Linked DNA regions of Mus musculus: all the other regions are linked to region 6. A link is a contact called in public HiChIP or PLAC-seq and promoter capture Hi-C data. All regions are on one chromosome and are shown on one strand. Each heading gives the region's core, a stretch centred on a gene start, on an enhancer-like site or on the middle of the called end of the contact. The rest is flanking DNA. Distances are from core to core; before and after follow the strand shown.

What was found. Promoter capture Hi-C pulls out the DNA fragments that hold promoters and counts their contacts. HiChIP or PLAC-seq counts read pairs in DNA pulled down with a chosen protein or histone mark.
Region 1: a promoter capture Hi-C map of fetal liver shows a contact between it and region 6, with 9 times the contacts expected there. The contact joins the promoter of Qrsl1 here to the promoter of Bend3 in region 6. A contact is called at or near these places in 15 of 39 promoter capture datasets (the 3T3-L1 cell line, the C10 cell line, HPC-7-derived erythroid cells and 10 more), 7 of 484 Hi-C or Micro-C datasets (CD4 T cells, the HL-1 cell line, Sertoli cells and 4 more), 6 of 115 datasets of contacts at active chromatin or transcription factors (astrocytes, cardiomyocytes, craniofacial prominence and 3 more) and 3 of 9 other capture datasets (adipose tissue, liver and pancreatic islet).
Region 2: a contact with region 6 is called in an H3K4me3 HiChIP or PLAC-seq map of embryonic basal ganglia, with 6 times the contacts expected there. The contact joins the enhancer-like site here to the promoter of Bend3 in region 6. A contact is called at or near these places in 8 of 39 promoter capture datasets (the 3T3-L1 cell line, cranial neural crest, frontonasal cranial neural crest and 3 more), 2 of 15 datasets of contacts at CTCF or cohesin (the NIH/3T3 cell line and pro-B cells), 2 of 484 Hi-C or Micro-C datasets (the AtT-20 cell line and the N1E-115 cell line), 12 of 115 datasets of contacts at active chromatin or transcription factors (craniofacial prominence, embryonic basal ganglia, embryonic forebrain and 7 more) and 1 of 9 other capture datasets (embryonic stem cells).
Region 3: a contact with region 6 is called in an H3K4me3 HiChIP or PLAC-seq map of forebrain, with 5 times the contacts expected there. The contact joins the enhancer-like site here to the promoter of Bend3 in region 6. A contact is called at or near these places in 3 of 39 promoter capture datasets (cranial neural crest, hippocampal neurons and maxillary cranial neural crest), 3 of 484 Hi-C or Micro-C datasets (the N1E-115 cell line, cortical neurons and nephron progenitors), 11 of 115 datasets of contacts at active chromatin or transcription factors (acute myeloid leukemia, astrocytes, cardiomyocytes and 7 more) and 1 of 9 other capture datasets (embryonic stem cells).
Region 4: a promoter capture Hi-C map of hippocampal neurons shows a contact between it and region 6, with 4 times the contacts expected there. The contact joins the enhancer-like site here to the promoter of Bend3 in region 6. A contact is called at or near these places in 3 of 39 promoter capture datasets (cranial neural crest, hippocampal neurons and second pharyngeal arch cranial neural crest) and 5 of 115 datasets of contacts at active chromatin or transcription factors (embryonic basal ganglia, embryonic forebrain, embryonic hindbrain and 2 more).
Region 5: a contact with region 6 is called in an H3K4me3 HiChIP or PLAC-seq map of forebrain, with 5 times the contacts expected there. The contact joins the enhancer-like site here to the promoter of Bend3 in region 6. A contact is called at or near these places in 3 of 39 promoter capture datasets (cranial neural crest, liver and maxillary cranial neural crest), 1 of 484 Hi-C or Micro-C datasets (the N1E-115 cell line), 8 of 115 datasets of contacts at active chromatin or transcription factors (astrocytes, embryonic basal ganglia, embryonic forebrain and 5 more) and 1 of 9 other capture datasets (pancreatic islet).
Region 7: a contact with region 6 is called in an H3K27ac HiChIP or PLAC-seq map of extraembryonic endoderm stem cells, with 3 times the contacts expected there. The contact joins the enhancer-like site here to the promoter of Bend3 in region 6. A contact is called at or near these places in 8 of 39 promoter capture datasets (the 3T3-L1 cell line, 3T3-L1-derived adipocytes, the C10 cell line and 3 more), 1 of 15 datasets of contacts at CTCF or cohesin (large pre-B cells), 1 of 484 Hi-C or Micro-C datasets (bone marrow-derived macrophages), 2 of 115 datasets of contacts at active chromatin or transcription factors (extraembryonic endoderm stem cells and large pre-B cells) and 4 of 9 other capture datasets (adipose tissue, embryonic stem cells, liver and 1 more).

Annotation. Positions count from the first base shown.
Region 1 is chr10:43,900,096-43,904,156 of GRCm38.p6, reverse strand. It overlaps Qrsl1 (glutaminyl-tRNA synthase (glutamine-hydrolyzing)-like 1), which reads left to right and starts at 2,421. Exons shown (of 11, transcript NM_001081054.2): 1 at 2,421-2,543. The coding sequence starts at 2,520. Rtn4ip1 (reticulon 4 interacting protein 1) reads right to left here and starts at 2,350. Exons shown (of 9, transcript NM_130892.5): 1 at 1,621-2,350. The coding sequence starts at 1,894.
Region 2 is chr10:42,970,623-42,974,792 of GRCm38.p6, reverse strand. Gm5079 (predicted gene 5079) reads left to right here. Exons shown (of 3, transcript NR_153349.1): 3 at 2,235-3,510. Among named protein-coding and RNA genes, the nearest start is that of Gm5079, 18 kb to the left of the region's middle. Within about 2 kb of position 1,807, at least 94 of the 459 cell types and tissues checked have an H3K27ac peak or open chromatin away from gene starts, as enhancers often do. A contact at or near this core is called in craniofacial prominence and embryonic basal ganglia, where this site is marked.
Region 3 is chr10:43,019,622-43,023,709 of GRCm38.p6, reverse strand. Sobp (sine oculis binding protein) reads left to right here. Exons shown (of 7, transcript NM_175407.3): 6 at 792-2,728. The coding sequence ends at 2,717. Among named protein-coding and RNA genes, the nearest start is that of Gm47815, 13 kb to the left of the region's middle. Within about 2 kb of position 2,224, at least 71 of the 459 cell types and tissues checked have an H3K27ac peak or open chromatin away from gene starts, as enhancers often do. A contact at or near this core is called in cortical neurons, forebrain and nephron progenitors, where this site is marked.
Region 4 is chr10:43,104,162-43,108,036 of GRCm38.p6, reverse strand. All of the region lies in intron 4 of Sobp (sine oculis binding protein), which reads left to right. Among named protein-coding and RNA genes, the nearest start is that of Gm51799, 58 kb to the left of the region's middle. Within about 2 kb of position 1,601, at least 42 of the 459 cell types and tissues checked have an H3K27ac peak or open chromatin away from gene starts, as enhancers often do. A contact at or near this core is called in embryonic basal ganglia, forebrain and hippocampal neurons, where this site is marked.
Region 5 is chr10:43,041,849-43,046,067 of GRCm38.p6, reverse strand. The region is part of intron 5 of Sobp (sine oculis binding protein); the gene reads left to right. The region is part of intron 1 of Gm47815 (a long non-coding RNA gene); the gene reads right to left. Among named protein-coding and RNA genes, the nearest start is that of Gm47815, 9.1 kb to the right of the region's middle. Within about 2 kb of position 2,472, at least 71 of the 459 cell types and tissues checked have an H3K27ac peak or open chromatin away from gene starts, as enhancers often do. A contact at or near this core is called in embryonic forebrain, forebrain and neural tube, where this site is marked.
Region 6 is chr10:43,477,420-43,481,113 of GRCm38.p6, reverse strand. It overlaps Bend3 (BEN domain containing 3), which reads right to left and starts at 1,974. Exons shown (of 4, transcript NM_199028.2): 1 at 1,742-1,974.
Region 7 is chr10:43,942,706-43,946,556 of GRCm38.p6, reverse strand. It overlaps Rtn4ip1 (reticulon 4 interacting protein 1), which reads right to left. Exons shown (of 9, transcript NM_130892.5): 9 at 1-136. The coding sequence ends at 29. Among named protein-coding and RNA genes, the nearest start is that of Gm40636, 24 kb to the left of the region's middle. Within about 2 kb of position 2,601, at least 51 of the 459 cell types and tissues checked have an H3K27ac peak or open chromatin away from gene starts, as enhancers often do. A contact at or near this core is called in 3T3-L1-derived adipocytes, the HPC-7 cell line and extraembryonic endoderm stem cells, where this site is marked.

The DNA.
Region 1 (4,061 bases), core at 1,172-3,671, 420 kb before region 6:
CAATCTGAACAATGTGTCTTTAAAAAGCATCTTCTTTTCCAAGTCTTTATGGGGCAACCTTTCCATCATTATTTCAAGTAACAGTGTAACAGTGTAACAGAAGACAGAACCATGTATGAAAATCCAGATGTCGTAAAAGGCATCAAAGAGATGTACTGAAGTGTAAAACAATGCTAACTTGTCTCAATTTCCTGGATTATTTTGGAAAATTATTTTTACAACTTATTAAATTGTATTTATTTAGGGCATAGCAAAATGTGGCACAGGCAACTTTCCATGGTGATTTCTCTCCTTCTACCATGCAAGTCACAGGGACTGAACCTGGGTCTTTGGGCTTGACAGCAAGTGCCTTTCCCCACTGGGCCATCTCACTGACATACACAGTTCTTCTATCCCAGAAACCTCTTTGGAATTAAATCCTGTGCTATATCAATCACTGCCCTACACTAAGTCATACATGAGCACTCCTGCTGAGGCACTGAAGGCCACTGTAGGCCCCCACACAAGCCCTTCAGAACACTGACCCAGGGTTAAACATGGCAGCTTCCTTAACCACTAGGTAGTTAACTTCCTGTGAATTGGTCATCTCAGAACATATTCATCTTCAGAAGACACACGTGAGTTCCCATAAGCGAGACTGACAATATTTTTGCCAGTTTTTTCCAGAATTAAAGTAATTTATAAATACAAATCAATTTGTTCACCACTATAATAGAACCACAGTATAGAATATAAGAATACATTTAAGGAATGCTCTCCCCAAGCTGTTCAATATGACCCAGCAAGAGAAATTAGGATAACATTATCCCAGCTTCAGCGGGTGTATAACAAGAAAACACATTTAAGCTGGAGGTGGGGAGTGGGGAATGGGGATATGAGAAATGACGAGGATGCTGTGCCCCTATCAGGAGTTCTGCTCTGTTGCTTGGTACACTGGGCCTATAACAGAAGCTGTGAACCGTGGGACAGCAAGAAGGATACAGGAATTACATAGACCCAGACTCTGAACTGATGGGGAAACATAGCCAAACTCTGGAGCCTGTGCTGGACCCTAAAATTACCACAGAGCAAATTAACTGTAGATATCACTTCTCGGTCCCAACTCATATGTGAAAGGAAACAAACACATTTAATAAAAGATTAAAGTATACCTTAGCAGTTGTGACAACAAAACGTCGTAAATATTTGCAGGGATAGTATCAGAAACCAGATGGCTCTGCCTATAGTGGTGCTTGCTACCAAGCCTGGTGGTCAGTTTAATGCCCGGAGCCTACCTGGTAGAAGGAAGAAACTCACTCCCACAAGATGTCCTTTGACCTCCACTTGGGCCCTGTTCCACACACCCAAACACAAAATAAATACATGTAATAAGAAACCTAAATGACTCCCTCACGCCAACCTAAATGTAGTCTATTAACTAGGTGTGGTCTACACCTGCTAAATCCCAGGCCTGGAGAGGCAGAGCAGGAGGGCGGCAGAGTGGAGACTAGTCAGTGGTATACAATGAATTGGAGGCCAGCCTGGGCTAGACAACGACCCCTTGTTTCAAAAGAAAAACAACAAAACACCTGTGTGCCCAGTGAATTTTGATTTAAAACCAAACAAACCCGGACAACTTACTTCTCATATTAACATCTATAGGATTTACACTGGCAGCGTGGACTTTGATAATGACTTCATTTGGATAGTGTATGATAGGTAACATCATGTTCTGGGTGAATCGAAGGACTTCATTCTTTCCATATTTATCTATCACCCAAGCGGGCATGACAGTGCTCCTCGCAGACGTAGTACTAATGCCTCTAAATGGTGGCTTTGGGATAACTGTCCTTCTCCAGAAGCAGGCGGCGGCACAAGCACTTCTTCTAAGTACACAGGTCTTCAAAACGCCCATCCTGAGCAGGGATGGAGAACGTTTCCTCGAAAAAAAGAAAAGAAAAAAAGAAAAAGAAAAAAGAAAGGAGGAGCGGGGGTGGGGGGTGCGACGGTGGAGAGAAAGGACCTGAAGCAGGTCAAACTAACACATTTCAATTCAGCCAAAATCTGCCAAACCCACAGGTCAATTAAGCGAGGGGGAGCTTTCAGAAGCAAACTCAACCTAAAGCCGCGACGGAATTAAAATAGAATTGCTACTGTGCTCCCCACGTCAGAAATGTCCCAGTTGGCGTCCAGTCAGTACACTGGCCATTCCTTCCTTACGCTCTCCTTCCCCTTAAGGAAAAAAAAGCAAGCAAGCAGGGAGTCCTCAGAGGGACAAGCAAACAAGGCTAGCAATTCCTAGGTCAGGCGGATTCCTGACACGACCCCGGCCGCGGTCTCCTTGCCTGTCCGCGCGCCTCCGGTCGCCGGCGCGCGAGCCAATCGTGTGCAGAGATCATTTCCGCCGCCCGGAACTCGACCAATCCAGGCGCTCGTTGTTAAAGAGGAGCCAAGATGTCTGCGCCCATGTAACGCCGGTGGCAGAGATTGACTCCTTCCTCTGTTCCGGGACCCGGTGCTACCGGCTGACTCCGAGGGCTATGCTGGGCCGGACTCTCCGAGAAGTGAGTGGACATGGCCAGGAGGGGACCAGGGAGGGCTGAGACACTGGAGGACTCGGAAGTTCAAGGTCGCCCCGGGTCACGCCGCACGGCACGCCCCCCCCCCCCGACCGCCTACATTCCTGAGTGGGAAGTGGGATTCGAACCTAAGCTCTTACCGTACACGCTGAGTCAATCCCCTAGAGTCAGAACGTCAAAAAGTTTGAACCCCTGAGCCGTGGAGTGGAACGACAGTCAACCCGCGCGATTAGGGAGAGGTTTCTCAGACAAGCCATCTCAGTCCCGTCGCTGCTGTGCTCGCTTAGGGACGGGGCGGTTTTGTAGCATGCACATTTGAAACAAACAAAAAAATTGGTGGCTTAAAAAAAAAAACAAAAAAAAACTAGGATTTCTACCACATCGTGTTTGAACATCTACTTAAGCTGTAGGTCGCAACCACAAATGTAGGAGAAAATGTGACAGCAGTTTTGAAAGGGAAGGAGGAGTGTTCCTGAGACAGTGGGCAAAGTTAATTCAAAAATCAAACTGTGAGTTGTGAGTTCAAGGTGTTTCTGACCGCACCCAGCGGTGCTTCCTCACGACTCTCTGCAGCAGGGTATGTGTGCACTGCCCAGCAAATGCTGCCGGAAACATCTCAACTCAGAATCGAGAGTATTGTTTATTAAGATTTAACATATGAGCAACTTTTCTAAACTTGTAGAAACATAATTATTTAATTTCAGAAAGCAAAACCTTTTAATATTTTACTAAATCGTTTTTCAGCTTGTCATACCCTAAGTGTGAAATGCGTGCATCTTTGGGATTTGTTGCTTTAAGGTGCTTGATTCTAAAAATGGCTGAGTTATTGACTTGAGTCTCATTCAAAAATCACTAAATAAGTTTTGATGTGAGATTATTCAGCTTTTTCCCAATATGGCGCTAAACATGCTCCTACAATTTTGTACAACATATTTATGCAAAGTGGTGTTCTCAGCACTGATATATCAAATCAAAATATTGGTAAACTGAAAAAAAATGAAAAACGTTGAGGAAACCTACAGCCAGGATTTAATTCTTTATTTAAAAATAAGCAAGTCTATGCATTTATTGGTATGCAGGTTTACTTTCATCTTTAATAGTAGAATTATGTACACCAAATAATTTTGTAAATATCTATATTTATTTATTTATTTATCTATTGTATATGGGTCTTTTGACTGCATGTATGTCTGCACACCAGAAGAGTGTATCAGATCCCATGTCACTACAGTCTTAAGTGGTTGAGAGCTGCCTTATGGGTGCTGGGATTTGAACTCAGGGCCTGTGGAAGAGCAGCCAGTGCTCTTAGCTGCTGAGGCACTACTCTAGACTCCATAGAATGGTTCTAAAATCAAATCCTTTATGATTTAGCAATTAATGCCTTGTATACCTACTTTGTATCTCAGTATACCTGTGCTTTGCAAAGCTTGTCTAGCACAAAAGGATTGTGAGTAGAAAAAGCTTCAGAAGCCCTGCCCAGGCTCGTATCTGTGAGGGCCTTCT
Region 2 (4,170 bases), core at 558-3,057, 510 kb after region 6:
CTGTATAAAAACTGGCTGAACGGGCTGCCCGAGGTTGCCACCTCTCCTTCCGGTGCAGGACAACCCCAGTGCGTTGGAACAATAAATACCTCTTGCTTTTGCAACAATCTCCAGCTCTGCGTTGTCCACTCGGGGATCCTGAGTAAGCTAAGGCTTGTCAGAGTCTTACATGCCATGGAGGTGTCTGATTGCTAACATTAGGGGTCTCCTGTAACAGAATGGTCACTCCCTCTCTTAGACCCATTCTTGAAGGAACTCAAGCCGTGTGTGACAGGGCAGAGGTGGCTAAGAGTGCAGCCTGGTTTGCCATCCAGGAACAGTGTCACCTGGTAGTCAAGGGGAGCAGAGCCTGAAGTTCTCAGGATCTAAGAACTGAGGCCTCTGGTCAAGGGACAGATCTTCAGCTGAAGAGAGCCGAATCTTTCTATCCACAGGCTGGCACCACCCCGACTTCATTTTAATCACCTGCCTGCTGTCCTTCAGCTGCTCAAAGGGGGGTTTTTTGTGGAGTCTGCTGTGCCTGAAGCCCCCCAAGGCCAATCTGCTCCCCAGGAAACCCTGCTCTGCTGCCTCCTCCTTCCACACTCAGCCAGAATCAGACAGCTGCTGCTTTCCAGGTCCCACGTTTCCTAAGGCTTTGCCCAGGCGTTTCCTCCAGGCTCCAGGTGAACTCTGCTGGTCCTTTTTGCCCCCCAGCTTGGGACTGGCTCTCGGCAGTAAAGCAGCCTTACAAGGGACACCGCCCAGCTGTATAATCAAACATTAGATGCCCAGATGAGAAATCATTGCTTGAAACCTCATCTGGAGCTTGACCAGCCTCTCAGCCATAAATCATATCCTGTTCTATTATAACAGCAGGTCAGTAGGACTCCCAGACACCTTACCAGAGGGGCTCTAAGCAGCAACTGTGGAGAGAAGAGTTGACTGTAAGTCAACAGCCCAGCCCAGTAGGCACAAACCGTCTTGTCCTGAATCCCCACCTCCTTTTGAAGCTCAGGCCTCCTAGCAGCCTTCTCCTTAGCTAGAGGCAGACTGGGTTTCCAGAGCTTTTTACCCGATGCCTCTTTAAAGTGTCTAATTTTAATGAAGAAATCTTTCATCTGCCATCCTGTTTCCAAGAGACAGGTTTGGAAGGAATTTTCACAAGTCACCGAGGCCCTTGGAAATGTTTCCTGGTGGGAAATGTAAGGCTGTAAGACACAAGATGTTCTCACTCTGGGTGAGAGCGGAGGGGCCAAAAGAAGGAAATAAAACACCTCCCCCCCCCCCCCCGCCCCCAAGTGTTTCGAGAGCCAAGTGGAGGAAGGATACGGAGGTACAAGCAAAAGGGGAAGAGTGTTTCACTGGAAGTGTAGAAAGGGTAGTTGTACCTGAGAACAGAATCCTCCTGGGGTGGGGTGGGAGGATGCTGGGGAGTTTAAGCGAGGGGATAGAGGGTGGGGGATACTTGGGAGGGCCACAGGGGATGGGCTGGGGAACAGAACCCGCAACAGGAATGAGAGTCAAAGGCCCTAAATATATACACAACGCACACACAATGGAAGAAAAAAAAACTCAAATTTATTCCCTCTGGAGCTGTTTGAGCCAAAAAGGAAAACAAAAAACAAAACCCAAAAAAACAAAAACAAAAAAACGCTGAACTGCGGCTGAGCTGTCATTGCTGAGCTGGGGCTCTGGGCAGTGAATGCAGGTGTGTGTTGAGCCACAACCCTTCCAGAGGTGAGGCTGGGACGGAACATCTCCAAGGCTCAGGCCTCGCAGATCTCTCTCCCTAGCTCTTCCCATCAAGGAAACGGCTTCCCCAGTGCTCACCTCCAGGGGCGCCAGAGCGTTTCTTGTGGACTGTATGCTACAGCCTCCACTTGGAGCAATGGAGCCCCCTAGGTAGGCGGTTAGTGCTGCCGGATTCTGCTCTGAGGTTCTCTGGATTCTCCGGACACCCCCCAGGCCCCATCGGGAGAGGGATTGGATAAATATGTTAGAAACACAGGCAGGGGCCGTTGGAAATATGAAGCCATGGATTTTCCCAATCAGCTGAGTCAACAGATGTGGGGCGGGGGCGGGTAGGAGGGCGAGGAAGTCATGGACAAGGGAGAGGTATGGGGCTTAATGGAGGTGGCTTTGAGAAGAGAGTGGCTCTCCAGGGTCACTAAAAAGCCTCCTCTCAAATCTATGAGCACGTCCACTTAGAGTTTGAACTGACCGGGCCTTTTTTTTTTTTTTTTTTAAATAAGTCTATGGATTAATACTTGGACTCGACAGTGCCTTCTGCAACTGGTGATAGAAGAAGACACCATTTCCTAGCTCTCTCTGACACACAATTCTCACCAACACCAAAAAACAGTGGCTAACAAGACTGAACTACAAACCTCAACCTGGTTTCTAGTGCGCTTCTGTTTACCCTGCTTCTGCTAATGAGATACTACTTGGAGATGCAAATTTTTAAGAATGTTAGCTTCAGCCTGGAGAGAAGGAAACTGCAATTTGCAGTTTGTGCTGGGAGTGATAACCTTCGTAAGTAATGGGTTTCACTGATTAACTGCTGCTAACAAAACATTGTTGCCAAACCTGTTAATCTAAAACTAGCAATAGGACGGCTGTTAGATCCACATTTCCCTTCCTCCAGTCCCCAGAGAGCTCAGAGAAATATTTCTCACTTAAATAGCCTTCATCTTCCCATGTATTTTATTGCATCTGCTAATAGGTTAGCCATAAGTTAGGAGCGGTTCGGAGATAGATATCCAATCAACCTCAACGAGGAGTTCAAGGAGAAAAGCAATTCCATTTAAAACATGGTTTTTGTTTGTTTGTTTGTTTTCCTAACTGGAAGGTGGAGTGGGGAAATGTGTGAGTTTGCTGAGTACTCAAATAAATGGAAGTACTAAGCGCTCTTAGTGATCAGAAGGTTTGATGTCTCGCGTCGCTCGTTGTGTATGTGACAGTGCACTCAATTCCCAGAACCAAGCAACAACCCTTTCACGGAGATTCTTTCTGCTGACCTGCCCACGAAAACCCACCCCAATTGACTCTCAATATTTTGCTGCTTAGATTGACATCTGAGAGAGCCCCTAAAGCAGGTCCTCATTGTGCCCTCAACTTTGTCATAAGCGCCTCCACCCCACAAAGCTGGGGTGGGCTCTCCCACTCTGGACTATGGAAGTCTAGTCACAGGAAGCCTGCTTTACTGCTAAGTCACAGACCTGTGGCATATTGGGACAGTGTAAAGGTGCAAACACGTGGGCCTTGTCTGGTCTGCCCCCCTAATAGCTGGGAAGATCACGTGACTTCATCATTTTCAGTATCTTGAGATGAGCATCCTGGAAAAGTTAAAGGTTTTTGTTTTTACCCCTCCCCCCAGCTCCCAAGGTTAAGGGGAATATCTCTTTAAGTACATTAATGGAAAAATATATTGCTCAAATAGTGAAATATATATAAATGTACCAAAGCACTTTAAATACTCAAACTGGTTGATGCTGATGAATGTTTCCAATAAAAAAATAAATTTTGTTTAAAATAATACTAATAAAGATGAAGTGACTTGTTCAGGGCCGTTAGCTGGGCCGCTAGAAACTGCAACTAAATCTGGTTTTGTGGCTTTTGGTTCAATGGCTCCATTCGTCTTTTTGAAGCAGGGGCCAAGGGCTTAAATCAGCATTCCTGCGATCTTAGCAAAAAGGGACATTGTCTGTTCACAAGCCTGGGAACAGCCCGTGCTATACAGTGGGAGTCTTTAAGGAAAAAGAAAGATGAGGAAGGGAAAGAAGGACGGAGAGTGTAAAGGAGAGATGACCAGAAGAAGAGTGGGAGGGAGAAATTGGGCACTGAACCCACATGCGCGGATCAAGGCATGCGCAAACCATGCCTAGTCGTCGTCACCCCCCCCCCCCCCGAGGTCAAATCATCCACTCTATATATTACTGCTCTGGTTCAGGCCGTGGAGCTGGCTCATTCCGTTTTAGGCCTGAATGATTTTAGGTGTTTGGATGGTCAAATTCAGGTTCAAACTTGACGTATAAACTACAGTATTCGTGCTGGGAATCTTCTGCCCATTGCCCGTTGGTAGGAAAAATAATCCCATTTCTACGTCTGTAGTAAGAACGTGAGCTGCTTTTCAGAGCCTGGCTATCTGATGGAGGGAGCAAGCTTGCAGAAGAGATCTGCAGGCCGGTG
Region 3 (4,088 bases), core at 975-3,474, 460 kb after region 6:
TTGTTAAATAAGACTGTCTGCCAAGAAATGTCACCAAAATTCTGACTGCCGAGAAAGAGTGGGCAAACAGCTCAAAAAATAATTCTAGCTTGCTGCAACATCACGGGTTGGGAGAGCTGAACCTCACACAGACTTCATGACTAAGTCCAAGTTTCTCCTTGGAAGCCAGACATAGCGGTGTTCGGCGCTTTATGCGATTGGTTAGCACAGCACACCCTTTCCAACCACTTTATTGGATACAGTGCACAGTGGCTTTACATAAGGAGAATTTTAAGAGGTTATGTTGCCTGATTGTTGAACTCCCTGGAGATTCCTTCCCTCCAACGTTATATAGATATGTATTTACATGAGCCTGTTAGGCAAGTGAAAATATGAAGACAAGTGTACTGAGTAGGTGTCCTAGGTATACGTACAGGGCAGGTGTGCAGGGCAGGTGTGCAGGGCAGGTGTGCAGGGCAGGTGTGCAGGGCAGGTGTGCAGGGCAGGCGTACTTCATAGGAGCACTGGGTAAGTGTCCTGGACAGGTGTACTCCATTTTGTCAGAGCCATCTTTGAAAAGGGGCGGCGGGGGGGGGGGGGAGAATGGTTGTTGCTAATTTTGAGGATCCTATTTATAAAGCAAATTCTTTATTTCATAAATCTTTCAGAAATGTACCCTGTAAAGGGTACCCTTCAACTTATTTGGGAAATGATGATAGAGTTTAATAGAGCCTTTATGTGAAACATGAAACGCCATGTACCCAAGAAAGTTGCTTATCTTACCTGTTGTGGTTTCTATTGCTGTGTTGTAGGTGTGTGACTGGTGTAAACACATAAGGCACACAAAAGAATACCTGGATTTTGGGGACGGGGAGAGAAGGCTTCAGTTCTGCAGTGCAAAATGTCTCAATCAATACAAAATGGACATTTTCTACAAAGAGACACAGGCCAATCTTCCAGCCGGGCTGTGCAGCACACTCCACCCTCACATGGAAAGTAAAGCAGAAGGCACCGGGGTGCAGCTGCTCACGCCAGACTCTTGGAATATCCCGCTAACAGATGCTCGGAGGAAAGCCCCTTCCCCCGTGACTGCAGCTGGCCAAAGCCAGGGCCCCGGCCCATCCTCGTCCACCACCGTTTCTCCATCTGACACTGCCAACTGCTCTGTCACTAAAATCCCCACGCCAGTGCCCAAGTCCCTCCCCATCAGCGAGACTCCGAGCATCCCTCCCGTCTCGGTCCAGCCACCTGCTAGCATCGGACCTCCACTGGGTGTCCCGCCTCGCAGCCCTCCCATGGTGATGACCAACCGCGGCCCAGTGCCCCTGCCCATCTTCATGGAGCAGCAAATTATCCAGCAGATCCGCCCGCCCTTCATCCGCGGACCACCGCACCACGCCTCCAACCCCAATAGTCCCTTGTCCAACCCCATGCTCCCGGGCATTGGGGCCCCGCCCGGAGGCCCCAGGAACCTAGGCCCCACTTCCAGCCCCATGCACCGGCCCATGCTATCGCCCCACATCCACCCCCCAAGTACCCCTACCATGCCTGGGAACCCCCCAGGGCTGCTGCCCCCGCCGCCCCCGGGCGCGCCCTTGCCCAGCCTTCCCTTCCCTCCGGTTAGCATGATGCCAAACGGCCCGATGCCGGTTCCCCAGATGATGAACTTCGGGCTGCCTTCGCTGGCCCCGCTGGTGCCGCCCCCCACGCTGCTCGTGCCGTACCCAGTGATAGTGCCCCTGCCGGTGCCCATCCCTATCCCTATCCCCATTCCCCATGTGAACGATTCCAAGCCCCCCAACGGATTTTCCAGCAACGGGGAGAGCTTCGTTCCGAGCGCTCCGGGCGACTCATCGGCGGCGGGAGGCAAGGCTGGTGGACGCTCCCTGTCCCCGCGGGACTCCAAGCAGGGCTCTTCCAAGTCAGCCGACTCGCCACCCGGAAGCTCCGGCCAGGCTCTGAGCCTGGCGCCCGCGGAGCGCGGTCGTGGGGAGGTGGTGGACCTGACCCGGCGCGCAGGCAGCCCCGCGGGTGCGGGAGGCCAGCCGGGCTTCGCGGGCGTGTTGCACGGCCCGCAGGACGGCGTCATCGACCTGACCGTGGGCCACCGAGCCCGGCTGCACAACGTGATACACCGTGCGCTGCACGCTCACGTCAAGGCGGAGCGCGAGCCGGGAGCCGCGGAGCGCAGGACCTGCGGCGGCTGCAGGGACGGCCACTGCAGCCCGCCCGCCGCCGGCGACCCCGGCCCGGGCGCCCCCGCGGGCCCCGAGGCCGCTGCCGCCTGCAACGTCATCGTGAACGGCACCCGCAGCGCCCCGGCCGAGGCCAAGGGCGCGGAGCCCCCGCCGGAGCAGCCGCCGCCCCCAGCCCCTCCCAAAAAGCTACTGTCGTCCGAGGAGCCTGTGGTGAACGAGCTGGAGTCGGTCAAGGAGAACAACTGCGCTTCCAACTGCCACCTGGACGGGGAAGCGACCAAAAAACTGATGGGGGAGGAAGCCCTGGCGGGGGGCGACAAGTCGGACCCGAACCTCAATAACCCCGCGGACGAGGACCACGCCTATGCTCTGCGGATGCTGCCCAAGACCGGCTGCGTGATCCAGCCTGTGCCAAAACCCGCGGAGAAGGCTGCCATGACGCCGTGCGTCATCTCCTCGCCCATGCTCAGCGCTGGCCCTGAGGACCTGGAGCCTCCGCTCAAAAGGAGGTGCCTCCGAATTAGAAACCAGAATAAGTAAAAAAATAAAAGGTTTGTATGTCCACCTGGGCGTTCCTCCAAGAGACAGCGCCCCTCACCTTGCTTGTTAGAGGCGGAGGTGAGATGCAGCCATCGTGTCACTTACCGCTTTCTCTGAGCACTCTGGGTGGCCAGGTACCATCAACGTTTTGATCCAATACCTATGACAGCTGGCAATGCTATTTAGTACACCATTAGCAGTTTACAGCCGAGAGACAGTTAAGAGCCAAGATCACTCAAGCCCTTGAACCTGAGTTGAAAGCACACTCTGTTTTGTGACACACTATTTTCTTCTTTTCGGGTTCATACCTAATTTATCCAACTGGAAAAGGAGGCATGGGAGGGACGATTACTTGAGGAATCTTACTGTTCAGTTAGGAGGTTGCAGAGCAGTATTGAAATGTCTGGGTAACCCATCAGTGGGCGAGCACCTAGAGCTGGTAGTCCATTTGGCAGATGACTCTTACTCTAGCTTCTCAAGATAACCATATCTGTGGGCTAAAATGAAAAACTAGCCTTACGGCCAACCTACCACGCCCCCCTTTCGGGTACTCAGTGGCTGAGCTGGTGAGTCTCACTTCTACGTGTAGACCTTAATGAAGTGGCAGGCATGTCTCTGTACCCTATGACTGCTGTACCCTACTTAATATCCAGTGAGCCAACAGTTCTGTGAGATGGCGGGGACCACACATGAACCACTGTAGCGACTCTTGCCAATCCTAGTGGAGTAGGCGTCCGGTAGCATACTACCAAGAAGGAAGCTGTGACTTGGAAATATTTGCTCAGTCAGAGCTTGTCGGTGGCGGACCCGGTGTTGACTTCAGGCCTGTCCATTCAATCGCAGAGGGTGAGCTCTCCCATCTATCCAAGCAGGCAACAAGCCAAAACATTGGTTTGTTATAATAAACATTGTTTATTAACCGATTACAGAAAGAAGAGAAATGGGTGTTCCTCCAGCATTTAACTTAGACACTGCTCCTTCCCTGGGCTGGGGACACACAGAAGAATGTGCAAAGTAGGTTGACTACGTCCTATGGTGGGGGGGGGGGACGAGGCCTGGGGGAGGGGAGGAGGACGAGTATCTTCACAGGGTATGCAGGCTCTTCTGGGTGTTTCCCCATAATATTTCTTTGGAGCTATCTCCAAAGAAACAGCTAGCTATCTTCATCCTCCTAGTGGAGAAATAGGATTGGGGAATTTGTCCAAGATTATCTAACTTGTGGGCAGAGTTTCGATTCAAATCCAAGTTGTGGAAGTCCAAAGCTTAATTTCCTTTTGAGCACCGTAGGAGAATCGTCTCACTAGTCCCTCTGTCACCACATTTACAAAAGGTCTCTTATCACCTTGAGGCAAAGTTTATAAAGCACAGCAA
Region 4 (3,875 bases), core at 352-2,851, 370 kb after region 6:
ATTTTTCATAAGGACTGACCAACACTGGGGGACTTTTTTGAGAGGACCCCTTGACTACCAAGGGGGAAGAGTGGAAGGCTCTATTTTAAAGTATGCCAGTAAAGATCCCAGTATGATAGTGTATGCTTGTCATCAACCCTCAGACAAGTCAAGCTGAAAGAGTCCGAATTCAAGGATAACCTGAACTACATATCCAGACTTTAAACTTTTCCTCTCCAAAGAACCTGGTTGATAAATGCATGGTAGCTAAGGCGTCCCCACTTAAATAATGTGACTATCAAAGAGACACATTACAAGTGAGTTGAGCTGAGTGGTGCATCAACCCGCATAGACAACCGTCTGAAGTGGGTGTTCTCATCGTTTTGTTTGCATCATGATCTTTGATGATCTGCAGAAAGTTTTGTAGTAGACCGACCCACCCTGGAAGGATAGACACACAGTGAGAAGCGAGATGTTGGGTTGGGTAAATCTTGCTCCCCCCCCCCATGTCCTGTCTGACACATCGTACCATTTAACAGGCCTCTGCCACCGCTCAAAGGAATTTAATTGGTCAGCCCATTAAGTGTTCATCTCTACAGTGAAATTTTTAGTTGGAACCAATTTGGCTTAATTTACCAATATATGACTTCTTTTCTGGGAGAGCTGCTGAGGGGAGTGGCGGTGGAGTCCACCGGAGCTGCTTCTTGGTAGGAGTCTGGAACACACAGGGCACAGAATGGCTATTGTGGGGTACTCTGTGGCATCTGTCAGGGAAAATGCCACACTGTCCTGCTGCTATTCTGGAAAGAGCACTACAGGCTGCCATTCCAGCAAACACAGAGACCATCCCAGGGAACAGTTTCTTCTGAGTTTGGGGAATGTGCTCTGGGGTGGGCTGGGGTGGGCAGGGGAGAGGCTCTTGTAGGCGAGCCTGTCTGGGCTGCAGATGGAAGAGATTTCTCAAGTATGGCATCGTCTTTATGTCACAGTTAGTGGTTTGGTTTTCTTTTCTTTTCTTTTTTTTTTCCTCTCTCTCTTTTAAATCTCCTTCTGAGGGAAATCTGTGATTACATTTTTTTTTCTCTGCACAGGTGCTAGAATGCATTGCACAAACACAAACATATCCCACTTCATGAGAGAATTTGGAAGTCATTTTCCTTCCATCTGTCTGAAGTGGATTGTGCTCTAAAACCGGCCACCCGCCCACCCATTCTCCCACGCACCTTCTCGGTGGCAAGAAGGAGATGGCACTGTAAGAGAATGGGGAATAAGATAGACCCAGAAGGCGTTTCAAAGGATGGTTCATTAGTACCACTCGGGCAGCTATGAACAACACATGCTAGGTTCACAGACGAGAGCCCCGAATCTCCCTTCTCTCTTCCCATCCAATGCCTTTTTAGAATAGATTTTTTTTTCTCTAATCATATTCCCAAATTCTTGCAGAACCCGGGTAGTATTTGACCACAGATCACTGTCGTGTGTCCACAGTGAGTTCTTGCTCATTGTGGTGACCACAGTAGGTCAGTGCTCCCTCAGAAGGGCAGGCAGTTCCTGGGTCCCCAGCTCTACGCAGCTGTGCGTGCTCGCACTCAAACAATCAGAGGCCCAGCAGGGCACCTTCCTAGTGCAGCTGCAAGCATCTCCTCAGGAGCTCTCTGAGGCACTGTGCCCTACGTGCGGATTCCAAGCTACATTTAACACAATTGCCCATCAGCACTTAGGAAGCAGTTACCACAGAAACCCAGCAGAGACCAATTAGTCACATGATTAAATTAATTAAAATAACCCAGGGCATCTGCCATCTTGCCTCTTTCTGCTACAGATAGCGCATGACCCAGACCAAACTGCAATTGGTTAGCAGTATTATTGTGCCACCAAATCCTAGAATTGCCATCTCACAGTGGACAGAGGCTCCTGATTCTGTGTTCTTGCCTTCAGAAGTCTGTTAGTTTGTTTTGCAGGATATTTTTCCTCCACACACCAGGCAGTATCAAAACTAAAAAACATCGGATTTATTAGACAGTAGGGTTTGTGCTGGGGAAGAGGACTTGCAAACGTTGTTTGGTCGCATAGTTGAAGACCTTTGGAAGTGTTCAATAAAGTCATTCACAATACATGTGTGTGTGTGTGTGTGTGTGTGTGTGTGTGTGTGTGTAGAAGGGGGCTGTTGCTCTGTAACGTGCACTTAAAACCATTGCTCTCCTTGTTATAGTTACATCAGGTACATCTAGTGCAGCCTGTGCTGGAAGTTGGCCTTAAGTCAGGCATGGTGTCTCGTCATCCCACTCGGTGGCTTAGCATTTGTAAAAAGCAGCAATAAGCTAACCCAGTAATTCAGCCTGTGTGTCCTTGATGTGTTGAGTGACCTAACCATGGCCTCTACAAACTCTCCACACAGTCAAAGGTTATCTGTTTATCAAAGGGCCATCCTTCTGTACACCTCTGCCACCCCACCCCTCAACAAACTTACCTGGGAACATGCGATATGCACAGTGGTTGCAATTTCTATTAATCTCTGACACTTGCTAGAGACGCTCTCAATCATACCTGAGAGCCACGTGCCCAAACACAATTTGTAGGTATCCAATGGGTTAGTAGTATGGTTTCCACACATGTGTGAACCTGACTGGCAAGATGGCCTGAATTGATTATATATCTCCAATGCTTTAGTTTGTGCCTGAGAAATGTGGTACAACCTTGTCTGTAAGCCTTGACTCCAAGACAGGAGAGACATTCATGAAGAGAGGCCGCATGGAAGAAGCAGCCAGCTTGTACAGATGTTTCAACAGCTCTAGACACTGAGTTGGTTTGAACTTTCCCTCTTCCTGGGTGAAAGAACCTGGTCAGGTCTTGAAACAGATGTGTGCTTCTGGCAATTGTGAAAATCAGCTGGCTGATAAGAGAGAGCCATGTGGTCATTTAGAAAGCTGTGGCCCAGTGTATTATATAATAATTCTCAGAGGAAATTAATCGATATCATGTCATCATAGCACTAATAATAAGAATATCTATCCACTTGAATCACATTTTATCATTCATGAAACATTGCATTTGGTGTGTGCATCTTGTGTACATGACTTTGTTGGCTCACATGTCTCGTTTGTGAATGAAATAGATATCAATGAAAAGCTAAAACTGAGTTATGGAAAACATTTTTCCTATATTAGCATCTTTTTCTTTTGAAGTCAACAGAAGAATGAACACATAGAACTTTACGTGCATAAGTAAAATTATTGAACACTTCTGGGAGACAAAAATGTATCTCATCTATGTGCTTGAAGTAAATAGCTAATACGAAGTATTAGTGATTCTATAAACTGTAGAGTTAGTTTATACAAACAGAAATTTATTCCGTTACCTAGGAGTATAATTTTTCTCTATTAAAATTATGGAAGATGTAGCCATATAAAAATAGTTAACATATTGTTTTGAGAGTGGCAAAATGAAGCATACCAGGCTTGGTCAAAATAAGCCAAGCATTAAGAAAATTATCACAAAGTACTGTAGTGAGTGGATGCTGAGTACCAAGTGGGAGGTTAGAAGGAGGTTTGACTGTTCTTACACACTTGCTTAGTCATGTCTTTCATACCATGCATTGCCCAGAGCTGCCAGCTCTCTCGGCTCTGGCAATGGAGATGCTCGGAGGGGTGGGGCTGATGATGATGAGGGCAGCCACTCCCACATCCTCCCTTTATCGTCTCACCAAGGAGGGATGCAAAAGTGACTGCATAATTTATGGATTATTTCTCCTTTATTTCTGCCTCTATCCTCCATGTTCTATTGATGTATTGTATGGACACAGAAATGCAGAAATGTAAGCATTTTAGCCTTGGGATGTTGATTTACAAGATCAATTCTGACATCCTTCCATGGCTGGAACACTGTAAAAGACAGTC
Region 5 (4,219 bases), core at 1,223-3,722, 440 kb after region 6:
AGCAAGTAGTAGACAGGAAGTGCATCAGGCTGTGAATGTCAAGGCCAGACCCCAGGGTTGGCTCCATTTTCTCTAGGAAGGTCCCATCTCCTCAAGATTCCATAAGCTTCCAAAACCATCAGCTGGGTAACCTGTGAGGGACGTTTTACATTTGAGCCACGACTCTTCAGTCTTCTGCTGGGATATAGGACTGTAAATGTAATAGCTGTCTTTTGATTTTGTGCTTTCTCTGGAATCTAAAGCCTTGTAAACACTATGTGGTGCTCAGTGACTCACTCTAATAGTGGACATTTTTCTTGATTATGTTTCCTAAGATTCTCTAGTAAGGTCCGATGTGTCTCTCACAGAACTGCAATTTCAGTAGGTTTTTGATTATATAATCTCAAGTTAAAAATCAAGCATACCCTCATATGTTTTTATTTATAAGCTTAAACATGTACAACTGTACTGATATGTTCATATGTGCATTATGAATTCCCCCAAACACATGATTGATAAGAACTGCAAATTGGCATTCCAATACTCTTATCTTAAAGTAGCCATCTTTGCTACTTTGTGTACCATAGTCCATCTTCAAAACTCCCTCCATTAAGGTCTGTACTAGCTGTTAAACAAGGTTACCTTTTATATTGCCAGCCCTTATAAATCAGGGAAGTCTGATGGTCTTGGCATAGGTGTCCTCGGAAGGAAGGAAGGAAACAGAGGTTCTCAGGAGACCTATAGCTAGAGGAAGCTGAGCATGACCTCACATCATCACTGGCCGCAGGGAAGGACTAAACCAGATCAGAAGCATTAAGGACGACTGGGCAGTGGGTCAAGACCTTGAAGAGTTACTATATCAGCTTTCCATTACTAGAACCAAACACCTGACATAGTCGCTTTAAAGAGAAAGAGGGTTTGTTTTGCCTTAAAGTGTAGGAGGTTCTAGTCCACAGTCAAATGGCTCCATGCTCTGGGCTATGCTGGAGCAATAATGGTTCACATTTCTCCAGGAACCAGAAAGGACTAGAAGAGGGAGAGACAGGGTCACACTGTCCCCTTTAAAGGCTTCCCAGTGACCTCAGAGTCTCTCATAGGGTCCTAGCTCCTAAGGTTTCACCATCTCCCAGTAGCAGCACCCTGGCAATTTCCCTGAATGATGGACATTTGGGAGACGCTCCTACAAGCCATAGCTGACACATGATGGGTCTCAGCTGTCATGTTGCACTTTTAACTCATTTCCAGCCCCATCTTAGTTCTGCATGGAACCCCAAGCCTCACTCTAAGTACAAAATGTCCAGTTACCATAAAGCCAAGCTGGGATCCAAACGGCTCACCATATTCATAGTCACCTCTTTTCAGTCACATCCCCTCTCCCAAATGGAGATGGCTGTTACAGTCACAAAGCTTTTGAGCTCCATGGGAACCAATGATAACACTTGAGCAAAGCTACTCCATCAGACTCTTGTCCAGCTGTCAGGTATTAGGGGCAAGATGGTCACTCCTCACGGCAGAGGAGTGGAGCTATCCCGGGGCTCTCTGACTGGGACAGTCCACACGGGTCTGCAGAGCTGGACTCTTGTTCTTTTCTGGAACCCCCTCTGGAGTGTCTTCTGTAAGAGGAATCTTTGCTGGATCCTGCAGTGGAGGATACTTGGGAGGGAACTGGCCCCCAGAGATATCAGGGAGTGTGTGGAGGGGAGGCAGGACTAAAAAAATGCAGTCTTAAATCTGTGAGCTTGTGCATGGCTTCTCAGAAGGCTTTAGCAGATTTCATAGGGTTACAATGTAACATCCCAGGGTCTCTCACCTGCCACTGAGTAGCTGAGTCAGAGACCTGAAGTGGAGGGCAGAAGGGCTCACTGAGTGCTTTCTGACAATGTTACAGAGGGCTGAGAATATCTAAAGGCCCACATGTTTATTTATTTATTTTATTTTATTTTATTTTTCGAGACAGGGTTTTTCTGTGTAGCCCTGGCTGTCCTGGAACTCACTCTGCTAAAGGCCCAAATCTTGTTCCAAACACCATCTTCTGACTGGTTCCGCCATAGTGTTCCCCCCACCCCCATACATGCATGTGCATGTACACACACACACACACACACACACACACACACACACACACACAAACACACACACACTAGGCTGGAGAGAGAATTAATAAAAAGCAATTTTGAATACTTGCCTTGAAAGGAATTAACCATTTGTCCCCCTGGAAGCTTTTAAATGAATTCATTATTACTTAGGTTCCCATTGGTAGACTGTGATTCCAGACCGCTGGTGGGAGCAGCTGTGTGCTTGGAATCACTACATGGAGGGTCCCAGAAGCCTGCCCTCCCTGTTTGCTTCTCGGCCTGCCCAGGCTGTGCTGTCAGCCTTCTGGCTTTACTTCTGAAGGTCAAACGGCTCTGCCTCCTGCTGCTGCCCACCTCCCTCTGTTCTAAAGACTTCTGAAGCAAGGCAGGGGGAATAATGGGGAACACCCGTGAGGCCTTTGTTAAAACATCTGAGCCTGGGATGTTTATTGGCCATTCATTTCCCAGGGAAGGGGAGAGGGAGAGGATCCTGGCAGAGCCAAAGAACAGCAATCTTCAGGGAAGAAAGGAAAAGGCCAGCAATGGCAACAGAAACTTCCTGCAGATGTGGAGCTTGAAGAAATCCAGAGAGCAAGGCTATTTTTAGTAAGAGTAAGAGTGCAAACCATGATAGACGCCACAGGCTGCTGTCACTAACATTTGGCTATAAGCAACATTTTCATATTTAAACATGACAGCCCAGCAAGTCGTGGAGGAAGGAAAAAAAACAAAAAAACCACAGTGCTGTCTGCTGGCTGAATAAAAATGATGGCCTTCTCTAGGCCCAGGGGAAGGAGCAGCAGCTCCATGAGATGGTCAGCCAGCCAGCACTGTGTTCACCTGTATCATCATGAATATTTATACGTCAGCCGCTGAGGTCAGGATGCTGAGCTGCGGTGGTGAGTGGAAAAGCTGTGCCGTGTTCCCTCTGCAGGAAACTCAGCTTGTTCAGCCCACTCTGCTCAATTAAGCGTGCACGCATAGAAATACAACACTCAAGTAAGCATGAATAAAAATATATTAAATTTGAAGAAGTTAAGTAATACCATTGGGAAAGCCAGTGAACTTGAGGTGAACCCAAGTTACATCAAAAAAGAGGATCCCCGAAACATGAGATCTGGAGCAGTTTGGCAGACCCTGGATGAAACATCTGCCTTATGTCCTCTGGGCTGTGCACAGGTGTCTCACAAGCCACTGTCTAGAGGCTTGGCACACACATCCTCTTGAAACTTTATGTATCGAGCATGACTTCAAGTCCTGGTAAAAATTAACACTGGTAATGTGGGTTTGGAGTGGGCTGGGGACACTGAGGACAAGGCCTGAGTGACAAGCCTCTCCACTCCCCCATTGCCCGTTCTGAGTGGAATCTGCTTCTGTCCTGCTCTGGTAGTTTAGTGGTCAGTTACTAGTGCTCCTGATATCTAGCAGAGTGGCTTAGAACTGAGCGAGCCACAAAAGGGAGACACACAGGGTCGGGCCAGCAGCCTCTGGTTGGCACAGATGCAAAATGACAGATAGGGCTGGTTTTTTTTTTTTTTTTTTTTAATTTCCAGCCTGTGTTAACATTGGTCCACAGGCACAAAAGCTTGGACTTTTCCAGACAGCCAGCAAAACAGAGAGAGAGGGAGAGACAGAGAGAGAGAGAGAGAGGGAGGGAGGGAGGGAGGGAGGGAGGGAAGGAGAGAGAGAGAGAGAGAGAGAGAGAGAGAGAGAGCGCAGAGAGGGTTTGTCTAGCCTCCCTCTTTTTTTGAGTAAAGAGCAAGAAATTAAAATGTCAGCTCCAGAGTCACCAGCGTTGTGGGCCCATCCATATTTAGGAGACAGGGCTAGGAGACTTGGAGGTAGGGCTAGGGGATTTGGGGTTAAGTATGCTAAATGTATGTGGCGTAGTATTTGCCATTTTAAGCATGCAGTCTGATGGCATCTCAGTATAGTGGGACCATCGTCAGTCTCTGTTGCCAAAATTCTGTCATCACCCTAAACAATCAGTAAGCAAAACCACATTTCTCCCCAAGCCTTCAGCCCCTGATAACTTCTGTTTACTCTAGGAAGTTGCCTGAGTCTTCAAGATATTTCATACAAGTGAGATCATGTGTACTCCTCTGTACTTAGTTCACACTGGTATATTTTCAACATTCAACTATATTATGGCACAAACGAGCATT
Region 6 (3,694 bases), core at 725-3,224:
AACAAACAAGGCATCTCTAGTAAAGCCCAAAGTGGTTCTTGGTGTGTCTTGGTCTCACATGAGAATATATATAAAAGTTTAGATTTTTAAAAATGCAAAAATAATTCTTAGGGCTGGGGATGTAACTTAGTTGGTAAAATGTTTGCCTACCGTAACTAAAGTCGTAATTTCGATCAAGTACCACAAAAATTAGGTGCAGTGCACATACTTGTAATCCCAAGTATGTAACTCCTGTAACTTGACAGGCGTTCAGGATCACGCAGGCCTATATAACAAAAAAGTCTGAGGCCAGCAGGGACCACAGGAGACTGTCTCAAAAAAGGAAAACAAAAAAACAAAAAAATCCTGGCTAAATCCCAGTATTCGAGGAAGCTGAAGTCCTGTAAGGTTTACACATGAAACTCTAAAACGAGGGGCTGGAGAGATGGCTCAGCGTTTAAGAGCACTTGTGGCTCTTGCAGAGGTCGTGGGTTGTGTTCCCATCACCCACGTGGCTGCTCCCAACCATCTATCTGTAAATCCGATGCCCTCCTCTGACCTCTTAGGAGACCAGGCATGGATATGGCGCATATATATGCAGTCAAAACACATACACCGAAAATGAAGCTTAAAAACAAAACCCAAACACCTATGAATTAAAAGTGGAAAGTCGCAAAAAGAGAAAAACTGCAGGCATGGAACCGAAACAGAGACAAACCTAAAACCTCTATCTGGGACATTTCCACACGTTCCCCACTCGCCTGGGTTTTCTGGGTCTTTATAGATTTCTGGCACCCTCCCCTCTACTCAGTGACGTGTTACTTGTAGGAAAACATTCAAAAGTTACTTCTAAAAGGAAGTTCTCTGACTTCCAAACAGTGAACATTAATTCTGAGCATCTCTGGTTGGCCTCCACCTCCAAAATACTCCCAAGCGGGCCACCTGAGCGATCAAACTTCTACTTTAGGACAAACTTAAAAAAAAAAGAAAAAAAGAACTCAGATGAGTTGAGTCCCAGCCCACAAGGCCTTCACAACTCCGCGCCTCACAGCCCGAGCCAAGTCTGCGTGGGAAATTACGTCGATCGTGGCGGGCACAAGTCACGAGGGGCGGCGAGCGCCCCGGCCCGGCTCCACCGCCCGCCAGGAAGGCCTCGCGCTCGCTGGGGTGCACACCCAGAGCGCCGCGCTGGACCCGCCTCCAGCCGGGCAGCGGGAACCACGGAGCGCCGTGGAACGGCCCGGGAGGGTGCCGCGCCCCCTGGCGGCGGGGCTCGCCGCACCCCGCTCCCAGCCGCCGGCAGCCTCGCTCCCTCCGCTGCCTCCCCGGGGCAGCGTCCCTCCGAGCGGCGGCTCTCCGGCCTCTGGCTCCCCGCCCTTCTGCTCCCTCTGACACCCCTCCATCGCCGCCACAGGCCGGTCGAACGCGAGCGCTCCGGCGCCGCGCAGTTGCTCCCCGGCGGCCCTCGGCCGCTCCATCGCCGGCCCGCCGGGGGTGGAGAGCCGGCGCGCGGCGCGAGTGGGGCCGGCCTGGCGGCGGCGGCGCGGACCGTTCCACCGTGCGTCCTCCCCTCCCTCCTCCTCCTCCCTGGCCGCGGCGCGCGTGCTCCCGGAACGCCATGGAGTCGCGGCGTTCCGAGCGGGCACAAAGGGGCGCGCGGCACAATGGGGCGCGACGAGCCCGTGGGCGCCCGCTCCCCCTTCCAGCCCGCGCGGAGGCGGCGAGCCGCTCGCAGGCGGCCCCGACCGGGGCCCACACTCACCTGGGACGAGAGTTGTTACTTTGCGGAGCGGGACCCGCGCCGAGTTCGGGCGCCACGTGCGGGGGGCGGGCGCGCGGGCCGCAGTGGGGGCCGAGCGCGCAGGGCCTGGCCGGGGCGGCCCCGCCGACTGGCTGGGGGCGGCGGGCGGGCGGGCGCCGTGTATTTTCCCCTCTCTTTGTGTGTGTCCGTGCGCTGCGCTCTCGCGTGACGTGACGGGACTCCGTGTGTCATTTCCGCACAAGGACACAGGAGCCCCCGCTGCAGTGGAACCTCAAGCCCTCCGCCCCCACCGCGCCGCCCCTCCCCCTCAGCGGGGCACACGCGGGACCAGCGGCGGCGGCGGCGGCGGCGCTCGGGCGTGAGCGACCGCGGCGGGGAGCTGGGGCGCGCTGCGGGGCGGGTGCGCTCGGCCTGCACAGCGCGGCTCCACGTGGGCCCGCGCCGGCTGCCGGCGGACCAGGGCGGCTCTCACCCACGGGAAAGCGCCCCGCGGCATTCTCGGCTACGTGCTCTCCGGGCTGGAGCGTGGCCCCGGCGCCTCTTTCTCTACTTTTTCTCTAACCCCGGGGGGTGGGGGTGGGAGGCAACGCGCCGTGTCTTTTCCGCCCGCGCCCCCCGCTTTTGGGGCGCTCGGCTGTGGCGCCGCACCATCGCACGGACCTTCCCGTGCCACGCCGGGCACAAAGACTTCGGGGTGCGCCCCCCCTCCAGTTCTGCATGGATTCGTGGTTGGGGGGGTATACTGGAGAGCGACCCCGGGCTCTGGGGGAGCCCTGGCCACTCCCCCGGCAGGGTGGCCGCCCTCTCCCGTAAAGCCTGAGTTCCGAGAGCCCAAGTTTTGCCGCTTGAGGCTGCGGAGCGAAGCACGCGCTTGGGGACCCTCATGCCACCAACTCAGAGCCACGGGGCTCAGCGCGGAAAACTGGGAGACTCCAGTCGCCGAGTTAGTTAAGACCGACCGTCTCCTAGTTTCCCGGACTGCAGAGTCGGAGTTGAGAAATAAGAAACCAACCCCTCGCAGTTCTCCAACTTTCGGGGACTTGGGGTGGGGGTGGAGGGAAAAGAAAAGCCCAAGTCAACTTTTAAGCTGCGTGCCTGGTTTTGGTAAACAATGAGAACGGAAAAAAAAATTTTTTTAATCCTTTAATTTGCCGATGGAAAAAAAATGTCTAAAAAGAAAAATGCAAATGATCCCATCTGCTGCCTACAGCTGACTGGCTGCGAGAGAGGACCATGTGGCCCGGCCCGGCGCGGTCAGTGAATACGTAGAATAGATTTTAAAAGGACGTACATGCTGGCTCCTAGCTGCCCAGTCGCGGCCTAAGGTTGGAATTAACGCGTAGTCAGAGATTATTGTGTCTTCACACAAATTGGGAATTTAATCATTACGCAAGTTCCTCGCCTTCTGGTTTGAAATCTAATGGCGCAGAGTTGGACCTTGGAGGGACTGTGGAACGTTCTGGAGAGGTGTTTGGGTTGCAGACTTGGAGAAGTCAGTACTAATTGCTATGCAAAATTAGCTAGCAGCTTGAAGAAAGGAGCCCAGCATCCTAGGGGTGCTTTTATAAGAGAATCTATACGTGCTCAGTGTCATTCAAAACAGGATGATGGAAAGAATGGGCCCGAGATAGCAGCCCTTCAAATTCAAAAGGCTAGGGTCGCCCTATCTACATTTAAAATAGGGAGGAGGGAGGAAGGGAGGGGGAATGGTTAATTTATACATTCCCTGGAGACAAAGTGGAAGCACTTGGATTCGTTAGGGAACTTGACTTCTGCACTTGTGCATTAAGTGACATGCGCAGCACAACTCTTCCCTCGGCTGCGTTAACAGATGCTGCAGTTTTGTCCTCACCTTCAATTTAATGTGACAGTTAGAATTATAAAAGGAGACGTTGCGTTTCATTAGTTTAGTTTTGTCGGATTTCCCAGAAGAGTCGGGAACAGTTAGCATCT
Region 7 (3,851 bases), core at 1,352-3,851, 460 kb before region 6:
CAAGCCGCCAGCTTGCCCATATATGTATTTAAACTACATTAACCACAGTCTTTCCTCGGGCGTGGCCTCTCTCCACCTTCAGGAAGGCTTCTGGGACTTCAGAGAAAGGGAATGTCCGCTCAATAACTGGCCGGATCTGTAAAACACAGGGAGAGACCAACAGGTTGACAAGAAAGCCGAGGCTTTCCAAGGCAGTGTCTACAGCTACCCCGAAACGGCAAGGGCTCCAGCTTCCCCGATGTTTCCCCATTCCATCTCACCTCTCCAATCTTACCCTCAGTTTCAACTTTACCCCAGCTCTCTCCACTCTGTCATGCTGACACTACTGCTCAGAGCCCAGCCACATCTCCCAAACCTGGCATTCCCAAACACTACATTCAAACCTTGGCCTTCATGCTGCTTGGCGTTTCCACTTGTTCAAAATTCTATTTTATTTACTAAAGTGTGGTTGCGCGTGTGTGGTCATGTGTGGTTATGTGTGTGGTTGTGTGTGTGTGGGTGTGTATGTGTGACTGGTGTGGGTGTAGATCAGTGCCCTATCTGGTATATGTAGAAATCAAAAGACAACTTTTAGGAAGTGGCTCTCTCCTATCCTGCCTACACATGGGGCTGAAGACATGGCTCAGCAGTTAAGAGCACTGGCTGCTACTCCAAAGGGTCAATTTCCAGCACCCACATGGCAGCTCACAATTGTCTGCAACTACAGTTCCAGGGACTCTAACACCCATACACAAACAGAATGCAGGCAAAACACTAGTGCACATAAAATAAAACTAAATATCAAGGCTGGCATGAGACTTGCTTGGCAAATGCTATTACACTGAGCCTTCCCACCAGGCCTCTGTTACTTTATAACTCTGTAAGCTATGGTCTGTTAGCCTCTCTTCTGCACGCCTGCACCCCTGGCCTCACAGCCCTTTCTAGCCTTCACCTGCAGGAGCTCTCCCTCTGTGCTACTCCAGGAACGACCGAGCCCTTCTCAAATGTACTTACTACAGCTGAGCACAAGGCTCTGACGAGTTCCCTGCTGTACAGGAAGGAGCACACAAGCACAGCTTGTTTTCTCATCTTAAACATCTGCATATACATTTAGTCAGAGCAGAAAGCATCTGTGCATAGACCTCATCTTTATACATCTATAATACCAACATGTACAATACCGACACATAGGCACTAACGGAAAAGCAGTGAGGTAGGAAGCAAGAGTCCTGTGTGAGCTCTCTGGGCCTTGGGAATTCCTTCCTCTCAGCAGCAGCAGCAGCAGCAGCAGCAGCAGCAGAAGAAGAAGAAGAATGCTAACCATGTACAGGCTGAGGAACGCCAGCCCAGCCACCTCAGAGGGTCTGGGTACTGCCAGCTATCTGTACAGTGCCTCAGTACTGACAGAAGCCTCCTGAGAGCAGGTCCCAGCAACACCCTCTCTCTGCAGAAATCCACCTCAATTCCTCCTCCCAAATGTCCAGCAGACACAGTCACTGTCCCTGGCCACCTCCCTGAACAGCTTCTCACAGCTCCACTGACAAGGATCAGCTGCCACGAGGCACACCCTGACTCAGAGCCTGAATGAGTCTCTTCCTCTGACAAAGGATGAGAAGGTTTAGGACATTCAGGTGCATCTGGTGCAATTTCCTCTGATGTGACTGTCAGAGCTCAGGCTCCCCAGAGATGAAGATTCTTCTGTACCCACGAGTCTGCAAGCCCAGAGTCACAGCACAAGTGGGAAGCACCGTCACTGTTGGAGGGAGGGAAGCCCCCAAGTTACAAACCTTCGGGTAGGTGATGGTCCTTTCTTCTGACATTCTGCAGCACAGAGCTGAGTTACTGTGCCGAGTGGCAGGACTCAACTGATGTCACTGCCGCTGCTCTCTCTACTGCACAGGCCTGTCACTGCCTGTCACTACCATCTGATGATTTTCACCTCCACCCAGGAAGGAGCAGAAAGGTGGCCAGGGATTACAGTGAGTTATCACAACTGAACCCTAACCTTCCTTCCACACGTCAGCTGAAGAGCTGGTCTCTAAAGCTGCATTCAGCCCCCCAAGATGACAGATGAAGTGAGAGACTGCTTATAGAGAGTACTACTAACTGATGACTGCCAGCACTGAGCAGGACCCCAGACCGTTGCACAGCACTGCAGAAACATGCTAAGGGCTGAGCTGCCTCCTCTCATAAGAGAAAGGAAGGCACTGGGCCGTGTTGTGTTCCACATGAACTCTAAACCCTTCACTCCCCTGAGAGCTCCAGGGACACGTTACCCAATGCCATTTAGTTCATAAATGGATGGCCTGCAAGCATACGGAAGACATTCCCCAGAGCCTCTTGGTACAGTGCAATCAGACTGAGTACGTTCCAGAAAGGTATGTACACACTTCTGAGGGAATATATGACCTTTTTTTGCTTTATTCGTATACACGAGACACTACCATCCACATAGCCCTGCCTTCTTCAAAGCTCACAAAGCCTCCTGCCTGTAAATCACTAGATTAGAGCAGGCTCACAAACAGCCTCCACTCCAGAATCCATTGCCTGAGCCATCAAGCCAGCCTCACTTCAGTGCCCTCTGCCAAAGCCACAGAAGCTGACCTGTTGACTGGGCAACTTGTGGTGTCTGTGCACTTTAATCTGACTGGGCAGGCCCTTTGTGACAAAGAGCAGGAAAGGGCTGACCACGGCATAATGAGTCATTTATCAATTCCCGTAAATGACAATGGGGAAAAAAGGCTTTCAAACTACAGTCAAGCAAATGCCCCCAGTGGTTGGATCTGTGACAGTATGGGGAGATTAGCTGCATAATGTGAGACGGTGTCCACGCACAGCCACACACTGGACCTAGAATGCCTGTCTGTTAAAGACAAAGGGATCAGAGTTAACTCCAGAGAGGGGACAGAAAGGTTACTCACAGTGAAGTGGGACATTATGTGATGACACAGCTATAGTGCATTTGGCAAGGGGAGCCCAGTTATAAAGCAGGCAAAGCCACACTTCCCACTACATAGGCACCTCAGACACTCAGGGCTCACAGGTGACCAGGAAACAGCAGCAGCCCTTACTCAGTGTGGGAGCCACATGTGGGGTCTCCTGAGCGCACTTCCCTCCCTTAAACAGAACCCAGGATCTAGCACTTGCCGCCTGGCATCCTTTTAAGATGGGACCCTCCCTAGGTATGAGCTCACCACGCACAGCATTGCTGCTTAGCAGCCACTGGGCAAGCCTTTGAGGGGCAGGAAGAGCTACAGGGGATGAGTGTTTGAGTATTTACAACACGAAGCTGAAACCCAAGTGCTCCAGTAGTCCATGCAAAGCCAAAGGATTCAGGATTACAGCCAGAGTGAGGACCTGGGGTCCTTGACTGTGCTGCCAGATGACATGAAGGTGTTTGGGGAGTTAGTCTGTCCACTTTTCCCAAACTCCACAGCCTCGTCCTCTGCAGGCACATCCCCTAGGCACAGAACTGAAATTTTCAGAAGGTAAGGTACATGAGGACAGACCAACAGATGGCAGATAGCAAGGAAGACTCAAGAGCTCCTGGCATGAGTCCAAATCCACACCCCTGGAATGCCAACAGGACCATAGTCCCAGGGCCATGGCTGGGATGGCCACCCCCAGTTTCTGTTAGCCCAGGACTTCCCAGGCCTGTCAATGTCAATGTCAGGAGGAAGGTGGTTCTCAATCTCCAGGGATAATAAGACAACAGGAAGAGGGGAGTTTTGTTCCAGCTTGCTGTTTCTCAGGCACTTCCTGTGCTCAGAAAGGAACATTAAAGGAGCAGGATGGTGGGTGAAGCTGTGCTCCAAGAGAACAGACGTACCCACCAGGAGAGCGTCCAGAAAGCAGTCCCTTCCAGCCAGGCA